4 separate regions of the Mus musculus genome follow, and regions 1, 2 and 3 are each linked to region 4. A link is a contact called in public Micro-C and promoter capture Hi-C data. All regions are on one chromosome and are shown on one strand. Each heading gives the region's core, a stretch centred on a gene start, on an enhancer-like site or on the middle of the called end of the contact. The rest is flanking DNA. Distances are from core to core; before and after follow the strand shown.

Evidence for each region. Promoter capture Hi-C pulls out the DNA fragments that hold promoters and counts their contacts. Hi-C and Micro-C count contacts between places; a contact is called where the count stands out from the background.
Region 1: a promoter capture Hi-C map of cranial neural crest shows a contact between it and region 4. The contact joins the enhancer-like site here to the promoter of Wfdc2 in region 4. A contact is called at or near these places in 6 of 39 promoter capture datasets (the 3T3-L1 cell line, the HPC-7 cell line, the SN4741 cell line and 3 more), 1 of 484 Hi-C or Micro-C datasets (cortical neurons) and 1 of 115 datasets of contacts at active chromatin or transcription factors (pancreatic cancer cells).
Region 2: a promoter capture Hi-C map of cranial neural crest shows a contact between it and region 4. The contact joins the enhancer-like site here to the promoter of Wfdc2 in region 4. A contact is called at or near these places in 9 of 39 promoter capture datasets (the 3T3-L1 cell line, 3T3-L1-derived adipocytes, the C10 cell line and 6 more), 1 of 15 datasets of contacts at CTCF or cohesin (the NIH/3T3 cell line), 4 of 484 Hi-C or Micro-C datasets (cortical neurons, palatal mesenchyme and uterus), 1 of 115 datasets of contacts at active chromatin or transcription factors (embryonic forebrain) and 1 of 9 other capture datasets (embryonic stem cells).
Region 3: a contact with region 4 is called in a Micro-C map of embryonic stem cells, with 2.3 times the contacts expected there. The contact joins the promoter of Pltp here to the promoter of Wfdc2 in region 4. A contact is called at or near these places in 1 of 484 Hi-C or Micro-C datasets (embryonic stem cells) and 1 of 115 datasets of contacts at active chromatin or transcription factors (pancreatic cancer cells).

The regions. Positions count from the first base shown.
Region 1 is chr2:164,140,712-164,144,109 of GRCm38.p6, forward strand. The region is part of intron 10 of Stk4 (serine/threonine kinase 4); the gene reads left to right. Among named protein-coding and RNA genes, the nearest start is that of Kcns1, 29 kb to the right of the region's middle. Within about 2 kb of position 1,585, at least 64 of the 459 cell types and tissues checked have an H3K27ac peak or open chromatin away from gene starts, as enhancers often do. A contact at or near this core is called in cortical neurons, where this site is marked.
Region 2 is chr2:164,114,406-164,117,333 of GRCm38.p6, forward strand. The region is part of intron 9 of Stk4 (serine/threonine kinase 4); the gene reads left to right. Among named protein-coding and RNA genes, the nearest start is that of Stk4, 42 kb to the left of the region's middle. Within about 2 kb of position 1,351, at least 16 of the 459 cell types and tissues checked have an H3K27ac peak or open chromatin away from gene starts, as enhancers often do.
Region 3 is chr2:164,855,868-164,859,087 of GRCm38.p6, forward strand. It overlaps Pltp (phospholipid transfer protein), which reads right to left and starts at 1,841. Exons shown (of 16, transcript NM_011125.2): 1 at 1,717-1,841; 2 at 1,020-1,130; 3 at 837-936. The coding sequence starts at 1,119.
Region 4 is chr2:164,560,676-164,563,967 of GRCm38.p6, forward strand. It overlaps Wfdc2 (WAP four-disulfide core domain 2), which reads left to right and starts at 2,041. Exons shown (of 5, transcript NM_026323.2): 1 at 2,041-2,129; 2 at 2,633-2,776. The coding sequence starts at 2,051.

The sequences.
Region 1 (3,398 bases), core at 335-2,834, 420 kb before region 4:
TCTCTCTGTCAGCCTTTGCATCCATTTCACCACCAGATTTCCTTATCTGCTGAACAGACTAGAAAGACGGCTGAGTGGATGGGAACTCTTCTGACCCAGGGTTGATCGCCAGCACTCACATCAGGCAGCTCACAACTACCCTCCACACCCACACCCACCCTCACCCCCACACCAACCCCCACCCCATATTACACTTTTCTGAAGGAGTTGGTGAGTACAACGTGATGAAATGTGTATAAAATATATAGGTGCCCCTGCCTATATTAAGCATTTAATAAATGTTATTTTCTTTCTTGGTTTCCGGTGTTGCTTTGGTCTTCTTGGGGATTATACAGCCTCTACTCCAGCTGTAGAAAGAATGCTTTATGCGCATTTCAGAAAGTTTAGAGATTCTAGAAAAACTTAAAGATGTCTTGCTATTTATCACTCTCAAGCAACAATTTCTTTATTTTGATGTGCTTCCGTCCAGTTTTCTATGCTTATATGTAAGTTTCAGTCTTACACAGCTGAAATCTTTCTGCCTATAGTTTTAATTTTGTCATCTAACATAGCCTGTTTCATTGTATATTTAAAAATCTTTGCAGAACCATCTTTAGTAAATTACTGGTTTTAGTTATGTACGTGGATGTGTGAGCGTGAGTACAGGTACCAGCGGAGGCCAGTGATGTTGATTGGGTCTCCCTGGAACTGGAGTTCCTGACACATGGGGGCCACCTGCTGTGGGTGCTTGGAGCTGAGCTCAGCTCCTCTGGAAGAACAGTACTGCTGAGCCTCTGCCAGCCCCGTAGTCAGGCCTTTTTAAAAATATTTTTTGAGATAAAGTTTAGCAGTATAGCCTAGGCTATACTTCAAAATTCATGGTCTTCCTGCCTCAACTTCCCTTTTATTGTTGTTGTTATAGGTAGCTACCACCATTCCTGGCTTAAAATACTTGCTTATGGTCATATAATAGCCATTGCAGTGTATAATTTAGTTGACCTAATCAGTCAGTGTATTTGGCCTTTTGGGTTAGTTGAGATTATTCCAATTTATCAAGCCAGGAATCCTTGACTACCAGAGAGCTGCCTCGGGTTGAGTCTTTGTACTTTCATTTGTAGGACACCTCCTCCCTCAGCTAAGTATGTGAAGTAGCCAGGGTATCCTTCCCGCCAGCTCTCTGGTCGTCTGGTGTTTATTTAGGTTTCAATCTTTTTGGAGAGGTTTCTTCTCCTTACACTCCTGGGCTAGAAGAAAGGTGAAGGAGACTGAGTTGTATTTAGGTCTCTGGCCTGGTGGTGCCAAGTGAATGCCCAGGAGCTGGCCTGGGTAAATGCCACATGCCACTGTGTCCTCACTAGGAGGTGGGAAGACTCTTCTAAATGTGTCCTCACAGGACACACTGTTTTGTTTCAACTTCTTGTCTGTTTTCTGTAGAGCCAGTTTTAAAGTACGCTGAGACTGGGCTCACTTGTACCGTGGAATCTAGTGAGATCTTGTGCTCCTTACTTTCAGAAACGTGGCCAGAAATAGCAATCCGAAAGACACGCGTCAGGCTCGCCAGGGAAAGCTGCTGTGCAGATACACTGAGAATCTGCACGGCCAGTGAATGGCGTCTTTGTCTCAGAACCCACAGCCGCCTGCTTCTGCTGTGATTGCAGTATCAGATCTGAGCTCAGCTTATAGCAGTTACTGAGGTGGCATTGAAAACAAAACTTAAATGCTGTGGTTTGTGTCCCCAAGGGTCACTTGAAACACACAACAAAAATAAAACAAAACATACACTAAACAGAAAGCACAAAACAACATTGCTCCAGCTTGAGGCTGTTTTCATTTGCTCTGCTGGGGTCTGAGACTGCCTGATCCAAGACTGCCTGGCTCCTTTCATTCTCTGATGTTAAAGGATAGTTTTAATCTCAAACACTTAGTCAGCTAGATATCTGAGTCCAGACTAGCTCCGAAATAGATCCTAAGAACTGCAGACAAGTCTGCAGGGTGGGTCCTACAAGGCCCTCTGAAGGCCACTTTGCTGTCTCCCTGTGGCAACCAAGGCTGGCAGCTCACGCATACTCTTATAGTCCAACCGAGGCTGGAAGCTCACGCGTACTCCTATATTCCAATGCTGCTCAGAACAAGCCTGTTGTTGGTTCTCCTGAGGTGGTGAGAGTTAAGTCCGTCCCAAGAGACTCTGGGTTCTGATTTCATTGAAACTGCAGACTTAACCAGAAGCAGATCTGGTTTTAGTCTTCGCTGATGCTTGCTGATTGTAACCTTGAAAACGAGGATTAATTATGTGACTCCTGACACCTCAGATTCCCTATCTATAGTCACATTACACGTTAGCTGTAAGTGATGATCGAATGAAAGGAACATGTGTGCAGAAGTGTGCTACATGCCAGCCATGTTGACAGCCGATGGATGTTAAGGTGGCTCCTGTTATACTGTACAGCAGCTGGCTGCCCAGCTATGATCCTAGCACTTTGGGAGACTGAAGAAGGGGAGGGGTCCTGAAAGTTGGAGGCTGGCCTTGGCTACCTAGTAAGACCTCGTCTTAAAAGAATTACCATATAGCTAGATCCTTGAATCTTGCCTCCTCATCAAGTAATGCTGGTTCCTACTTGCAGTTTAGATGCTTTCTCTTTTGTGTGCCTTGGTCTTGTATGTATGTAGGTCTGCTCTGGTCATTTTGCTTGATTTGCTGAGAATCACAGCATTAGCACCGTGGCAAGAGCTGGGGCCCATGGTGGCTCTTGACTTCTTTCATGGTCAATCCTTAGTCATATTGCCAGTACTGGCAGTTAGGGGTTAACGTTTCCAGCGTGCAGAGAAAACACCTTGCTGTGTGATGCCCTGTCTGTCTGTCTGTCCTGGCCGTGTCAGTAACTCTCGTTTGAGGACATTATAAAGTCTAGCTCATCAGCTCTGTCAGTGTTCTCAGACTTCCAGTCCGTATTCTTGTTTCATTCTGGGTGAATTGGGTTTTGCCCCTGTGAAATGTTGGTTTTGTCTTAAGTCTTTAATGCATTGGCATTAGTTCTGGGCTTTCAGCTCCATGGTAGAACCTTCACCGAGCCTGTACAAGGCTCTCCACTCAGGCCTGGCAACTGCAGAAATAATATAGACAACCATAGAGTCGCTCTTTCCTTTTTAGTACACACATGTAAGGCTGTAAATGCCCTTACATTACCTTACAACTGGCAATTTTTGATATGTAGGTATTTGTCTTGTAAAGTCAGGTTTATTGAGTTTTAATTTACATAATATAAAATTTGCTTCCATTATGTACAAGGTTGATGAGCTTTGACTGATATGTACAGTTTTATAAATAACCATAATTAAGTCACCCTGAAGTTTCCCATGACCTGGCTTTTGTCTGTGAATGTGCCGTTTCTAAGGTATATGAATAGAATCATTTAGGTCCA
Region 2 (2,928 bases), core at 101-2,600, 450 kb before region 4:
CTGGAGCCATTGCTTTAGTGGGGACCTCCTGGTTTCTTTGCTGTGCAAGGAGACCGCCAACTCTAGGGCCACAGAGAGGCTGCAGAGCCAAGTGTTTGCTCCCAGCTAGCTAAGCCCTTCTCCAGCACAGGGCTATCCTTTCTATAGCTCTTGTCAATCTTTTATTTTTTTAAATTTTTATAGATAATATTTTGAGCATATTCTTCCTCCTTCCCCAACTTAATGTTCTTTTGTTCTTTTATTTTCAAGATTATAATATTATTACATTCCTCCTTTTCCTTTCCTCCCTCCAAGCCCTCCCATAAGCCCTCCATGCTCCCTTCAGTTTCATGGTCTCTTTTCTCATGAATTGCCATTAAACATATATGTTCCTAAATATACAACCTGCTCCGCCTATATAATGCCACTCGTCTGTGTGCCGCAGGGATGACCCTTTGATACTGCATAGCCAGTTGTACTCTTCCCTGAGGAGACTGTTTCTCCCCTCTTAGGATCCCTGAGTTGCCGTCTATAGCTCTCTGTGTAGGGTTGAGGCCTTCTAGTTGAACACCTGTCCACTTTGGCACGTTTATTGGTTAAAGTTCTTAAAAACCTGCAGGTGTGACATGCCACAGACAGACGACACACACACACACCAGTCAATCATGGAGTCCATTTGGTGTTGGCCAACTACATATTGTGTAAGCAGCAAGCTGCCTAGAGAGTAATTGGTAGAGCCAGTGTCACTCCACTGAAGGAAACAGATTTTTCCCTTTCATAGCAACTATCAGTTGCCATGGCATCTAGGTTATCGGTGAGACGTTGTGCTGGTGTTTTGTGTGGTTTGAAGCCGTGAGGCCATGTGTGTGCTGTAATAGCCTATGCGAGTTCATCTGTCCATCAGCCCTGTTCTGTTGGAAGGTGCTTGTCCAGTCTGGGTTAATCACCATCTACTGCAAGAGGAAACCTCTCTGATAAGGCTGTGGGGTGCATTGGCCTCTACTCCCCTGCCTAAAGAGATGGAGGCTCACTCATCGTTCTTTTCCTTAGTCCTAGACTTTGCTGTTGCCCTTTTTTCAGTAGAGGAGGTTTGTTTGTTTGTTTTCTTTTCACACATTAGATCTGCTCTGGGAACGCTCATTGGTGTTAAGGTGCTGTGGCTTTGGTGTCCTCGAATCAAAACTGCTTGGCAGGATCTTTTTTAAAAACACAGTTCACGTTCAGAGCTCTCGTTGAGACTCCGCACTACAGACTGTTCATTTGTGCTTCAGGCCCATGGTTTCATACTTACTCCGCCAGTCCCGCTGACAGCCGTTGCACACTGTACAGTTGATTCAGCCACAGTGGGAGTGGCTGGCCCCACCACCTTACCCAGGGTGCATGATTGGGACTGAAGTTTTGCCAGTTAAAGTGTTAAGCAATGGTAGGTACCGCATATGGCTTTAATTTAAGTTTCTCTTCTAACTGAATGGAAGCCTTTCTCTTTACCTTTTTAAGAACCGTTGGGTAGTTTTGTGCGTGCTACCAATATTTATCTCACTGTTCCCCAGATTCACAAAGTATTCTTACAATCTTTAAAATGAAGTTCTTTAAAACATTTTATGGTATTTGTTGCAAACACTTCTCAGAATTTATTTTTTAGTTTGGCTTATAAAGTATGTGTCTTATACTATTTAATAATTTTAAAATCTGTGCTGCTCTTTCACACACGTGAAGTAGCTTCTCTCCATCTATCCGTCCGTCCATCCGTCCCTCCCTCCTTCCCTTCTTCCCTTCCTGTCTGTATGTCTGTCACCATTGGAAAGCCTTCCCCAGAACTGGGCTTTAAGTGTATTCTCACATTTTCCTCTAGAATTTACAGTTTCCGTTTTTGCAGTTGCTGTTTATCAGTTTGGAAATTCTTTGTTTTGGGTGTGAGGTACATATCCACTGTAATCTTTTCCCAAACAGCTATGTGGTAGTTTGAACTTGCTAGGTTTTCTGGTCTGCTCAGCTGCCCGGGGAACCTAGGGTGTTTTGTATAGTTACTGTGTTCTGTGCCTGCTCAGCAGGCTCCAGGCTGATTGACACTGGGTTCTGATACTCCGTGCTCACGGGTAGGATCAGGTGAGGGTCTGATGCTCCGTGCTCACGGGTAGGATCAGGTGAGGGTTGCTATGCAGCTGTTTCATGGCCTGTCCTTCCTCTTGACTTCCCAGACGAGGGAACTAAGCACAGAGCATGACTTCTTGTCTCCTTAGCAAGTCCCGTGTCACAGTTTTACAAGCTTGTTTTATTATTATAGTTCTTGTAGTACTTCGGTATGCAGTAATAGTGAAGCTTGAAAACTAACAAAGCAAACCTCAGAAGCACCTTGTATTTTCTGTAGAACACACAAAACAATAGTGCGTCGTGTCTTCCTTGTGTGAAATCCCCTGTGAGAAGGAAGCTGCAGCATAGCAGTGGTAGTACCTTGCAGTGGCAGACCTGGGATTGCCTGACATGGGTGATAGAGAAAGAACACGAATGTCTGAGGAGTCACTTAGCGGTTTGGAATACTTTTCTCCTGTGTATAGGAGTTTACAGAGCTCAGCTCATGCTGTAATATGGTATTATATCCCATAAAAGTCATTTGTAAATAATATTTTAAAATTATTTATGGGCCAGGTATGAAGCTACATGCCTTTAATCCAAGCTCTTGAAAGACAGAGGCAGGGGGATCTCTGAGTTTGCGGCCAGCCTAGTCTACGTAGTAAATTCCAGGCCAGCCAGATTTGCAAAGTGAGACCCTGACTCAAATAAGTAAATAAACAAATAAATACAAATGAAAAGAAATAGAAATTAGTTATATAAGGCTATGGGTGTATGTGTGTGTGTTATATAAAAGTTATATAAATGTATATATAAAAGTTACATAAAAAGAAAGTTATATAAGGCTAGAGTTCAGTGGGAGAATACTTGCCTGGTATG
Region 3 (3,220 bases), core at 591-3,090, 290 kb after region 4:
TCCTGAGTTCAATTCCCAGCAACCACATGGTGGCTCACAACCTTCTGTAATAAGATCCAATGTCCCCTTTTGGTGTGTGTCTGAAGACAGCTACAGTGTACTCATATAAATAAAAACAAATAAATCTTTAAGAATAAATAAATAGGGGCTGGAGAGACAGCTCAGCGGTTCAGAGCACTGGCTCCTCTTCAAAAAGACTCCTCTTTAATTCCCAGCACCCACAAAGTATCTCACAACTGTCTGTAACTATAGTTCCAAGGGGACCCGACACTCTCACAAAGACGTACATGCAGACAAAACACCAATGCACATACATTAAAATTAAATAAAATCTTAAAAATAAATAAGTAAAAACTATGGTCTTGCTTACACCTCCGTGTTCTGTCCACATTGTGATTGCTAGATCTGTTTTCGTCTTTTTGGTTTCTGTTTTGTTGTTGTTTTGTTTTTGGCAGGCGTGCGCCAGACTGAGCTTTCCACCTGGTCCTTTGACTTTGCCTCCATCACTTTAACTCACCCCACATCGCCTCACCTCTATCTCTCCTATCCTGGGCTTCCCTCTTTTTGGCGCCACCCTCTGGATAGACTCCACTCTCACCCACAGGTAAATTCTTCCAGTGTATCATCGCGGTGTTCTTTGGTCCAAGCTACAATTCTGCTGGTTCGTATTCCCCTTTCTTGGACCCGCCTACCTCCAGTCTTTTTACCTAGTAGCCTTACTCGTTATTATGGATCCCACCTCATTTAATTGGCCACGCCCAGACCCGCCCAGTCTGGGGCGGTGTCCCAGGTCATCCCACCACCTTTGAGACCCCGGCCCCCCGAGCCTTACTTACTCCGAGATATTGTAGTAAAAGTGGCCCTTTGCGCCGTACACGTCTGGGATGGTGATGGTCTCCAGCTCTTGTTCCAGAAAGCGCAGGCCTTCCTGCTTCACTGAGATAGCATGGAGACACTCAGGTCCCGCGCCCGGGGCCAGAGCACCCCACCCGGTCCACGGCTCCCGCCGCGCGCCTTACCCAGATCCAGAGCCGCGGAGGTGACGCGGATCTTGCAGCCCGGGAGCTCGGCGTGGGCACCTGCCAGGAGCGCTAGGAAGAGGGCCCAGAGCAGGACCATGGCGACCAAGCCTGGGGGCAGGGTGGGGTCGAGTCGCAGGTGTCATCTGAGAGGCTCAAAACCACTCTTTGGTCATGCAACTAGAACGGAGTGCTGGCCCGGACCGTTACTGCCCGTAAAGTGTTTGGGGCACTCGGAACCAATCATCTTGTCTTTGCCTGATGCAAAACCGAGGTTCCGAAGCACGATAAGACTTGCGCCCTGCTTCCAAAGGATTTGGGGCTCGGTTCCCCCGTGCAACTGCCTCGTGACAAGTTTGGATCTCAGGAGGATGAACAGCCCCCCATCCCCCACCAACACTTTCTCTTTTCCTTCAGAGGAGGGCGTGTGCTGACTTGTGCGTTGGTATGGCGACGACCACAAGCGCATTCCTGCTGAGTAGCTTGAGGTCTCCCAGGCCGCGCGCGGGGATGGCCCGACTGAGCGCTATCCCCTGAGTCCCTCCGCTCCCCTAGCTCCTAAGACTCCGCTATAACGCATTCTGTCTGGTGCCCCATCCCGGAGCCCTCCTTCATCCGCTCTCCTCCCCACCTGGATTTAGTGAGCCACACAACTCACGAGGGTCTGGGGATGCGATGGGGACGCGCCCCAACTCACTTAGTAGTGTGGTCACGTGGGGCGACAGGCAGCGCGGGGGATCCGGGCGGCGGGGTCTGGCGGGTAGCGCGGGTCCAGCAGCCTTTATAAGTCTGGGCCTCCGACCCCCCTCCTCGCCGCGGTTCTTCCCTCCTCCTTGGGGGCTGGGAGGGGACGGGGCGGGACGCTGGCAGTTGGGAGGGTGGATAGGGCAGTACGGAGCCTGTGACAAGCCTAGCTGCTGTCTGGACAAGTGGGGGACTCGCTCCTAAAAGAGCGAGAAAAGTGAAGAAAGCGGCTTGCCAAACCACTGCTGTGGAATTCCAATCACACAGCAATTCCTGCACGCTCCTAAACAAACTCCTTCACTTGGCTGCGGAGCCTCAGTTTCCTCACCCAGCACCGAGTGCCTCCTTATGGGAACTCCCACTCGGCTTCCACGCTAGGCCAGCGAAAGCCAATGCCCTACGGTCATTCCCCTTTCTTTTCTCTCACAACCGTCTCCCGCTGGCTTTGTTATGAGACCCCAACCTACTTGATTGGCTTTTAGGGCCCCAGGGACCTTCCCCTATTGGAAAAGCGATCATCCCAGAGGGAGGTTTGGCCTTCCTGAGGAACTCTGAATTCTTTAGTGAGGACTTGGAGGTGGCTGCTTTGCACAGTCCCCCTCACCCCGTGCACCGCCCCGCACAGTTCCGAGCATCACAGTGGAAAACAGACAGTAGATGCTTGCTTTCTTTTTGTAGCCATGCGGGCGAAATGGAAAGGGGGAACTGATAAAGATGTTTGCTGAGCATATACTTAACACTCAGCACTCAGCCAGCTCAGCTGACCCAATAGTCTTGTTTTGTCCAGGACCTTCCTGGATTCAGAACTACCCACGGGAATCCACTCAGTCCCAAGCGAACCAGAATGGCTAATCACTCTAGATCTGGTTTTACCTTCTTATAGTCTGTGAGGCTGGCTCTCTGGCAGGAAACTGGAGGTTGAGGTTGAGACAATTCTGTGACTGTAAATGCAGAATTCAAGGATTGTTCCAAAACAGTGTGAGGTAGGATTGGTAGCTCAAGAAGCCTTCTCTCTGAGGGACCAGCGCTTACATCCTAGGATGTCAGCCTCAGGACACTTATTGTATAAATAGCTCAGGCGATTTTCTCCTTCTAAATCGTATCTAAAATAGTATATATTAAAGGTTTGGGGAGGGAGTGGGGTTTTGTTTTTGTTTTGGAGGGGAGGGAGGGTTGAGAAAGGTTCTCATGTAGCCCAGGCTGGCTCTGAATTCTCTATGCAACTAAGGGTGGTCTTGAACTTTGGCTTCTCCTGCCTCCATCGCCAGAATGCTGGGATTACAGATGTACAGCATCACTCCTGGTCTGTCTGGTGCTGGGGATACTGCATACAGGACCTGTGCATGTTAGGCACTCTACCAAGTGAGCTACATCCCCCAGGTTTAGTGTAAGGTTATTGTAAACATAGATGGTTTAAGTGCTGTGTAGATTCTCTGCCATATCCCTAGTGATACATA
Region 4 (3,292 bases), core at 791-3,290:
TGTATGGTTAGAAAAATAAAATGGTTTTTTTTTGGGGGGGAGTGGGGTTCAAGATAAAATGTATTAAATAAAAATCTGCAGTGTTTGCCTACAACACATGTATGTTCTGGTGCGCTTTCAATCTTGCGAAACACCCTCCACCATAAAGGACTGGGCACTGTATTGTTTAAGGAACATCAAGAAGAATGAGAGCCAGCATGTGCTTGGTCCAGGTGCAGTTTTATCCCCAAATATTTTCCACCAGAGGTCGGTTGAATCCAAGGACATGGGGCTCAGGAACATAGAAGGTAGGCTACACTCATCAGGCTCCTTTGTAACAGTGGGCATTTATTATTTGTTGGGGACTCGTGGCTCTGTATGTGGTAGTCACACGCCAGGCCCTAGGGTTCCTATGTCAACAACTACGGAATTCACGGTTGTTCCTGGCGGGAGCATGACTTTAATCGTCATTCTTTCCCTCTCCCTGTAGCCCTGAGCATTGAACCTAGGGCCTCACACACACCAGGCAAATGCCATGTCCACTGAGACACATCCCCCACCCCTCGACCATCATTTTTACAGATGACAAAAATGGCTCTTCAAAAAGGAGAGGAGTTTCACCCAAGGTCCTTCAAATGGGAAGTGGAGGAGGTGGAACCTGGTCCCTGTCACTCCAGGACCAGCACCGGACAGCCCCCTTTTGATTACGGTAACCGGATATGGTGGTTGACATCATGTGAGGCCAGGAGCACACGATAGTAGACTCCACAAGGAGTCTACTATCAAGCAACAAAGGAAGGTTAGAAAGGGTGAGGAATTTATTATGGAAGCCTATACAAATCCAAACAGGGAGGTTCTTAGAGAAAAGTCTATTCCTGCACATGCCCAGTGTGGTGGTTTGAATATGCTTGTCCCAGGGAGTGGTACTATTTGGAGGGGTAGCCTTGTTGGAGGAAGTGTATCACTGTGGGGGTGGCCTTTCTCCCTAGCTTTCTGGAAGTTAGTCTTCTCTTAGCAGCCTTCAGATGAAGATGTAGAACTCTCAGTTCCTCCTGCACCATGCCTACCTGGATGCTGCCATGCTCCCACCCTGATGATAATGGATTGAACCTCTGAACCTGTAAGCCAGCCCCAATTAAATGTTGTCCTTATGAGAGTTGCCTTAGTCATGGTGTCTGTTCACAGCAGTAAAATGCTAAGACACCCGGTTTGCGCTGCTAAGTTTTACCTGATAATAAAGGGAAGGATATCCTGAAGTGCCAGCGTTGCATAGTCACCACCATAACACTCTCTCTGTTATGTGTCATTTGGTAGGCATCTGGAGGAAACAGAGCCTGGAGGAAGAAATGGAGATCCAAAAACTTTAGCCTGGAACTTCGGTTGGGGACAAGCCTCTGAAGTGGTCCAGCCTGTGCATCACTCTCTAGTCATAGTAGTGAAACACTCTATCCTGCCCCAATGGACTGGGGTAAGAAAAGGCAAAAGAAATGCCCGAGAGAGCTGGAAATTGCACGGGTGTTGCTCCTTCCTGGATGTGTTCCTTGTCAGCTGGCTTCCTTTGTTAATAAGTCTTATTTCTGTAGCCTCCACTACACCAGCCTCTACTAATCCTTGAACAGGGCTCTGCATGCTGTGGTTCATCTGGCCCCAATCTCAGCCATTTAATCCCCAGCATCTTTTGCCTCCTTTTGGCTCCATCACTGCAGCCTTGCCGTTTTCTCCTTAATCTTGGACTCCTGGGGAGTCAACAGACTCTTTAAAACTGATCCCAGGGAGCTTTCAGCTCTCACTGCCCTGCCTTGCCCTCAGGCCTTAGAAAGGTAGGAAGAGAGGGAGGGGTGGACAAGTGTCCGGCTGCAGCCGGCTTGGAAGCTGTCTCGGTTCCTGGTTCCCACCAGAGCCAAGAATGACACCTGATCCAGGGGGATTGTGAAATGGCGTGAGGTGGCAGGGCGCCCGCGCTGCCCGCTGTGCTTCCTACCCGCCTCCTGTACCCCTCACTCGGCCCCGCCCCCCTCCCCGCGCGAGTGCTTAAATCCCCCCCATCCTGGCTGCAGGTCACACCTGCACCATGCCTGCCTGTCGCCTCTGCTTGCTGGCCGCTGGCCTCCTACTAGGGTTGCTACTGTTCACCCCCATCTCAGCCACAGGTGAGTGCAGCCCAGAGTGCCGGAGTCTCAGAAGCCGGGGTTCTGGGACTAAGGTGAGAGGCCAGTGAATATTTAATTTTTGCAACTCTGGGGCCTACAGCTAGTTATCCTTGAAGCTTAGGGTCCGGGGAATGTACTGGGAAGGGGGGAGGGGGAATCAATGAAGGCTTAAAGTTGGAAGGGCGGGGGCTCTCTCAGCTCTGAAAGCAGAGACCTGATGAAGAGGAGCGGGAAACTCCCGGGATGGCGGAAGCTTCCAAGCAGAGGCTCAAGTCCCAGAGGACTGGGGACTTTGAAGCCAAGCATTGGGGAGTTCTCTAGTGTCAGAGACCCCTGGCTCGGGGGTGAGGCTCTCTGGGATGATATTATGGGGGCCCCTGGGCCAAAGAATCCGAAATCCTTGGGGTTGAAATTTGGGGATCTCGGAGCAGGGAGAGGATATGCGGGTGGGACTGGGCTCGGTTCTCCCTGACAAGTCTCTGCTCCCACCCACCCATCCCAAGGCACCGATGCAGAGAAACCCGGCGAGTGCCCCCAGCTTGAACCAATTACGGACTGTGTGTTGGAGTGCACTTTGGACAAGGACTGTGCGGACAACCGCAAGTGCTGCCAGGCGGGCTGCAGCTCTGTCTGCTCCAAGCCTAATGGTAGCCCCGGGGTGACCTGGCGGGGACAGGGCGGGGTTGTGAGAGGTGGGAGCGGCCCGGGTTTGGGTTTGGCGAAGAAGGGCATCCCAGATCCAGGGAGCCCGAAAAGCGGTGGAAACCCGATCCACACGTGCCTCCCTTGTCTGGCCTGGGGTAAATGCGAGGGACAAAGGCGTCACAGAGGCGCGGCCCAGGGGAAGGAGCCCCCCTCCCCCCCATTCCTGGCTGGATTCGATTCTCTGGTGCATGAAGGGCTTCCGGGCACGCACAGCGAGACTTTGTTCCGGGACCTGAGAGCAGTGGCTTCCTAGGCTGGAGTTGGAGGGCAAACCCTGGGTGGCGTCAGTGCCGGGACCCGAGCCTTAGGGACCTGTTGCCCCTTGGGGTTCTTCCCGCAGGGCCCTCAACGGTCTGGCCTAGCAAGACTCAAGATTTGTACCTGAGGGAGGGAGAAATCTTTTGCCACATCCTAAGGTTGTGGAAGTGAGCCGCCAAAATAAATGTTCTCGCACAAAG